Regions from separate parts of the Sus scrofa genome. Here region 2 is linked to region 1. A link is a contact called in public HiChIP or PLAC-seq data. All regions are on one chromosome and are shown on one strand. Each heading gives the region's core, a stretch centred on a gene start, on an enhancer-like site or on the middle of the called end of the contact. The rest is flanking DNA. Distances are from core to core; before and after follow the strand shown. Region 1 overlaps FGGY (FGGY carbohydrate kinase domain-containing protein). Region 2 overlaps LOC102165506 (a long non-coding RNA gene).

The links. HiChIP or PLAC-seq counts read pairs in DNA pulled down with a chosen protein or histone mark.
Region 2: a contact with region 1 is called in an H3K27ac HiChIP or PLAC-seq map of alveolar macrophages. The contact joins two enhancer-like sites. A contact is called at or near these places in 2 of 2 datasets of contacts at active chromatin or transcription factors (alveolar macrophages and skeletal muscle).

Annotation. Positions count from the first base shown.
Region 1 is chr6:153,093,011-153,096,500 of Sscrofa11.1, reverse strand. All of the region lies in intron 5 of FGGY (FGGY carbohydrate kinase domain-containing protein), which reads left to right. Among named protein-coding and RNA genes, the nearest start is that of FGGY, 120 kb to the left of the region's middle. Within about 2 kb of position 2,015, at least 3 of the 83 cell types and tissues checked have an H3K27ac peak or open chromatin away from gene starts, as enhancers often do. A contact at or near this core is called in alveolar macrophages, where this site is marked.
Region 2 is chr6:153,320,993-153,324,134 of Sscrofa11.1, reverse strand. All of the region lies in intron 3 of LOC102165506 (a long non-coding RNA gene), which reads right to left. Among named protein-coding and RNA genes, the nearest start is that of FGGY, 110 kb to the right of the region's middle. Within about 2 kb of position 1,269, at least 2 of the 83 cell types and tissues checked have an H3K27ac peak or open chromatin away from gene starts, as enhancers often do. A contact at or near this core is called in alveolar macrophages, where this site is marked.

The DNA.
Region 1 (3,490 bases), core at 766-3,265:
AGATTTATTTGGCAAATGAAGAAGAAACCAGCCTTGAAAAGTAACTGCAAGTGCTAAATTATCAATGCCATCTTTCGGGTCTATTGATTAAACAGCACAGACTAGCACATTTTCATCCTTTTACGTCTTTAAGAACAAGCTGGTATTTGTAATTTTGTTGGGGACTAGCAAACCTAGCCTATATGTGGAAAAAATATAGAAAGGTTTCCATTTATTCTTTGGTGGCTTGTTTTGCAAAAGATTTTTACTTTCAGGGTTTGCGATAAAGTCATGAGTCCAAGGTCAGTTTAAGTGCTCTCCGAGGTCACTTTCCTGATGTTTTTCTCTCGCTAGAAGTTCTTTTGACCTTTTAGTATGTATTTCTTACATAAATCCATTGGAAAATGGGAAATCGTGAAGGTAATTCTCTCAAACTGTGTTTGAATTTTTGTTCTAACATGACTATTTTGACACCCATTTTTATTAGTTAAGGAAAAATGGATCTTGGAATTGACAGCTTTTAACCTTGCATGTGCTAAAATTAATTTGATCTCTTCTGTTGGTGCAGGAATTCAGCTTTTGAAGGACCAGGAAGAGGAAGGAAGGTGGAGGTGAAAAGGAAAAGTTGATTAATAGTGACCTGGAATATTACTCAGTCTTGGCAAAAAGCTTTTTTTTTTAAGTCCCAAATCTCTACCACAAACATGGCTTCCTTCAGATTCTGGTTACTTGTAAACCTTATGTGTACTCAAGGGGTATAGAGCAGGTAGGATTCTGACCTGTCTACCTTAACTTCCATCTTCACATAATCGTAGCTGTTCTTTGTCTTCCCTCTCTGGAAACTGGCATAAGGAGAAGAGTGAGAAGGTGGGAGAGGGCTCCACTGGTATTCATCCAGTACCCACTGGAATGCCTGTGTCCATCCTGTTTTGTCAGTGTATTAACCAGAGTCCCTGCAAAAAGCAGGTGGCACACACCAGTGGGGTAATTTAAGAAGAATGGGCAAGTGTGGGGAAACCACAGGGGAATGTACACAAGACCCCTGGGCGCCCAGAATGGGCGCCGGTGCCAAGGACAAGGGTGTGGGTGGGCGTGTTACCAGGTCCTGGAGAGATGATCTGCAGAGAGCCTCAGGAGTTTGACCATTGGTAGAGAGTCACCGCCAGGCCACACTTCCCTCTGGTCTTCTGATGTCCCTCAGTGTCCCCTCCTTGGCCAAACCAGTTCCAGGCCAGAGGGCGGGGGGCAGCAGGGGTGGGGTGGGACGGGGCTTTGGCTGTGATTCATACCACCACCATCCTGGGTGAGAAAGCAGGGTGGAGAAGGTTAGGGGGTGCATCTGAAGAGGCAGGTGGAGGATATCTGGAGCAATGGGACATTCGTTCTGATTGTTTCCCTCTTGTGGTCAGATATTTGTGGAGGAATCAGGTGGTGGGGGTTGAGGGGTGGCTGTGCTTTGGAGTCAGAGAGTCTGGTACAGAATCACATCTGCTCCACTTGCTCAAGAGTGATTCTCGGCTCTTCTAAGTTCACCAAGCTCGTGTTTCCTCATCGTATGGTGGGATCAAGTCTAATGCCTAAACCAAAAGCTTTTGGGGAGGCTCAAAACAGAAAATATTTCGCTGCTCTTGAGGGGACTTGGAAAAGGCTGGAAGAGGCTGTAGGAAAATGTGAGCAGCAGACCTCAGTGGAGTTGTTTTTCTATAAAAACAGATATAACTCTGTCGTGAGCTTAGAGTTGCTTTTTTGTTCAATACATTTTTCTATATTTCAGATTCCTTACCTCAGGAAAACGAAAACAAGGGTTATTGATAAATATGTTGGTACTACGCTCCAAGTGATAATTGTTCGCTGACACTGTGCTCTCTGCTTTACTGAGGTGTGTGGATTAGCATCCACAGCAGAGCTGGCTTGACTGTGGGCACACCGCCATGTGTCATTTCTTGTGATGTGGCCATAGGCGCAATTCTAGTGTCTCATCCCCAGGAAGCCTCTGCCAGCCCCTCCAGGGCTTCTCCTCTGAGTAACTGTAGCCCAGGGCTACTCCCAGCACTTAGCACATCCTGTTGCAATGATTCCCTCTGCTAGACTGGGACCTCCTTAGGCCCACGCTGTTCTATTCATCTCCGAATCATGGGCCTTGTCTCTTGTTCCTAAATGCTGCTTTCCTTCCTGTTGTCCAGGTTCCCTTACAGGCTACAGGGAGTCCTCAGGCTCAGGAACCAGAGCTCCTGCAGCAGAGAACAGCTGATCTATGCTTTGTCTATTCTCCATTTCCAAAGTCCTGGGGAAGAATTTTGATTATTTTCATATGGGTCAGGTCTACATCCTTTCAACTAGTCCCAGGGAGTGGTATGTTATAATGATCTCAGCTTTAGTCAGTGGTCCATTCCCAGGGGAATCTGGTGCGGTGAGTGAGGCAGGGTCTCTACAATCATGTCAGCTCTTATAAATCCATTGGTTGCAGTGGAGGAAGATGAATCAGTTAGGAATGCATTCAGCTTCATGATAATAGCAAGAAGCTCTTATTTAAATCAACGGGTTGCCCTGGGGAAGAAGCATATATCAGGAATATATTTGCAAAAGTGCAAACATTGGTTTTTGGAGGATGAAAGTATCTGAGATACTGCAGTGATGTGTAGCCTTCTAAAGCCCATCCCTACCTAACAATGTAAACAGATATGTATAGGTATTAAAATTTCATGAGGGCAGGGATAGGAAAGGTATGTCTAAAAAGGGGTTTCAGTGGATTTGATGGTGAAAAAAAAAAGGGTTGCGATGCGATGCGAGTTATAATGACAGTAATCATGCCTAACACTTATGTAGTACTTAACAAGCGACAGAATTTTTTTTTTTGCCTTATATATTTTATTAACTCTGAAAATATGGCCGTTTTACAGTGGCTTCAACAAGTAGACTTGATTTCCTACTCTCTTGCTCTTAAATAAAAGTCCAAAGGTGATTAGACCATGTCAAAATGAGCATATCTTTAGTTGTGTAGACTTTTCCTTCAGGCTAGTAACCTCATGGTTATGAGATCATTGCTGTAGCTCCAGACATTGCATCCACCTTTAATACTAGAAGAGTGGGGAAAAAATGGAGAAAGCAGTATCTCCTTTTTCTTTTTGTTCATCTTTTTTAAAAATGAGAAAAGTAAAAGCTTTTCCAAAAACTCTCCTACTGGATTTCTGCCTATGTCTCTTTGGGTGGAATAAGGTTGCCTGGCCACTTGTAGCTAAAAGACAGGTAGGGATAGGAGAACAAGATTGTTCTGTTCACTTAGATCCACACAATCTAATATGATAGCCAGCTAGGACTATTCAAAACGGGTTTTTTTGTAATTGAGATACAATTCATAGTCCATAGTATTTACCATACTAAGTGCATATTTTGGTGATTTCTTATATATTCATGAGATTATGCAACTGTCACCACTATTTAATTCTAGAATATTTTCATCACTACCAAAAGATTCCAATATTCATTAGTAGTCACTCCCCATTCCCCCTTC
Region 2 (3,142 bases), core at 20-2,519, 230 kb before region 1:
AGCCAGGCCTATTGACGTCACTGGGTTAGAGGAGGGAGGTTGCATGAGAGACTCAATTTGCTATACCAATACCAGAAACCTTGCCCAAATTTCATTTTTGAATTTGCGCCTCACTTTCATAGCATCCGCTTCTTAATATCAATCTTGGGGACTCTGCTTGTCTCCTGAAATCTTAGTTTACTGGCCTCTGCCTGCAAGTTTGAAGAATAATAGGGCTAGAGTAGTGAGGAGAGGCTCACTTTTTTCTGTCATGTAGCTCCTGTCTCAACTTCATTACCCATTCAAATGTGCATTTCCAACTTCCCTGGGATGTACAGTAGGGATGCACAGGAGAGTTGCTCAGAAGTCTTCCCAGATTCTTTGGATCCTCCCAAATTTCCAATGTCCTAATTGATGCACCAATTTTAAGACCATACTCTTAAGGCACCTGTTTATCTGATTCAACAGGTTCAAATTCCTAACTACAGGCGGAAAGAAATTCTTTGAACAGAGGTGTAAACCTGCCCTGCTATTCTCTATCTGCTACTAGACAGGCCAAAATCAAGAATTTACTCGAAGAATAGGCACATGCAGCAAAACTTGGACATATTTCCAAGGTTCCTTAAGTTCCTATTTTGTGGGCAATGCTCTGAGTTCTAGCAGACAACTGATAATCTTTTAACCAAATGATTTTCTACCACTAACAAGGATTACTAGTATCTCATCCTTGTAGGGCTGAGTCCTCTGTAGGCAGAGCCGAGAACTCTCTACTCTATCCTGACTCAGCCAGCTTTATATCAGGGGATCTGTCAGTTGTAACATTTTACTCCCAGTACCTATTTCTGCACTAGTCAGGATCCTTTGGGTTAGAAGTAACAAAAACACATCTCAAATAAGCTTGGGCAAAGGAAGGGAGAGCTTACCGGAACCATGTGGGAAATGCTACACCATTGAAGGAGGAAAGGATAAGACTCTGAGGGCAATGACTTAACCAGATTTGGTCACTGCTCTAAGCCCACTGCCTGGAATAGAACCTGTTGAATATTACGTTAATAAAAGACCAAACTGCAATAGGGGCAGGGCTGCCATTTGGCCTTGATGGTAACTAAAACCAGCAGTTAATGTCTCAGGAAGAGAGAGATGGGACTTTACAACAGACAGCTTTGGGTTGTCTCCCCAGTCATTTACTGTCAGAACTTTCTGGCTCCATCATTTACATGGTACACAGGGATCAGCGCCAGAAGTCAAATCCATACCCTCTGATCCTTCCTCCTGGTCAGAGTTGATTGTTGCAGCACTGGCCACAAGACTGAACTGTGACTAATCACATCTGCTCTCCAAGAAATGTGAAGTGGGCCCTGAGATTCAGTCTCTTTTCTAGTGATTGAATCAGTTTCATATAACTGTAGATACTAAGTGAGGAAGAAGCGGAAGAAGAAAAAGGTAGAGGAGGGGAGGGGGAGGAGAGTGAGGAGGGGGAGAAACGAGGGAGGGGAGGAGGAGGGGAAGGGAGGCAGCAGGGAGGGGGAAAGAGAAAGGGGAAGGGAAGAGAAGAGAAGAGAGAAGAGCAGAGGGCCTTAGAGAGAAACAGAGTCCCAAATGCTTTTGAGGTCCTCGTCCCATTCCACTGCCAGGCTCAGCTAAATCCCTGTACTCGGGTTCCAAGAGATGCCTTTTATTCCTGTAACAATTTCCCCTCATTCACAGAAGCTAGCTCAAGCTCTTTTCTGACACTTTCAGCCAACAGATACCTCCCACCAATAAAAATACAGATGCTGAGAATTCTGGAAGCATACAGACATGCCTGTTAGTGAGAGAGCAGACAGTAAGTGCCATGGTCTGTATGATTCCTTCACTCCTAAAAAGAAATGATTTTGGCTTCAGCTAATAGAAAAAAAAAAACAAAAAAACTAATGAGGTCTTAAGGGACAAAGGCATTTTTTAATTGAGCTTAACTAGGAGTGAGGAGGCAGGTAACTGCCAGGTTTGTTGCAAGCCCCAACAGTGCCACCGAGCACCCAGTCATCCTCAACTTACTGGCTTTGTGCTTTTGGTCATAAAAGGTTACCACAGAGCTGGGCATTTTGACCCAAATCCAGTGGCAAACCCAAAGGGACTCTACTTGTCCTCCTTGTGTGATGGGTCTGATACATCCCTGGCCCACTTCCAGCCTCCTTCAGGGCCTGTTCTATAAGCAGCTGTGATCCTAGGAGAAGAGCCGAGGATGGAGGTGAAAGTCTGGCACTGGAGGCAGAGCCCTTGTTTTTTCTACTCATTATTTTCCCTTGAAAAAGTCATTGAGGCTTTCTATTTCTCAAGTTCCTTCAATGTTTAAAAAGAAGAGAAAAGAAAAGAGTTGTTTTTGGTGGTTGTGAAAAGTACATGAGATAATATATATATAACTATGTCTAGATTAATACTTTGCAATTTACAAGTTTCTCAAAGAATGGGACTTTGCTCCTTTCTTCTTTCCCGCCTCTTAGTTCCCCTAAGGGAGAAAGTAAAAGAGACAGCTCAGGAAAAGCATGGGCTTTGGAGTCCAACAGATTTTATTTCAAGTCCTGGCTCTGCAATTTATTATCTCTGACTTTGACAAATTACTTCATCTTGCTCACCGGTAAATAGGTACTGGGCACCTACTATGTGCCAAGCACTATTCTGCCCGCTGAGGATACAGGAGTGAACAAGAAAGACATATTCCCTGCTCTTTAAAGCTTATATTCTAGTTTGCCCATTTATTAAGACTAATAGTACATTCCATTCTATTATTGCTGTAAGGATTAGACAAACCAATTCATGGAGAATGTCTGTGAATAGCAGATGCTCAAGAAATGCTAAATCTCTTCCCTCCTTCCCTTTCTTAGGCATTATCGGACGCTGGAAAAAGTGCTGGGTTGGATGTTAGAATTCTGGCATTCAAATCCCAGCTCTGCTGCTGACTAGTTAGTTGTGTGATCTCAGGCAAAGAACTTCACCTTTCTGGGTCTCAATTTCCTCCTCTACAAAATGAGAGTGTTGTTTGAAGTAATTTGTAAGATTCCCTTTGTTTGGATGAGATTCCATATTTCTCAAAAGCAACCATTCGTCTTGATGTATCAGGGCAGAGTGGGAATATTAGACTGTGTGATGATTTAAAGACAAATTTACAACTAACATTCATCAA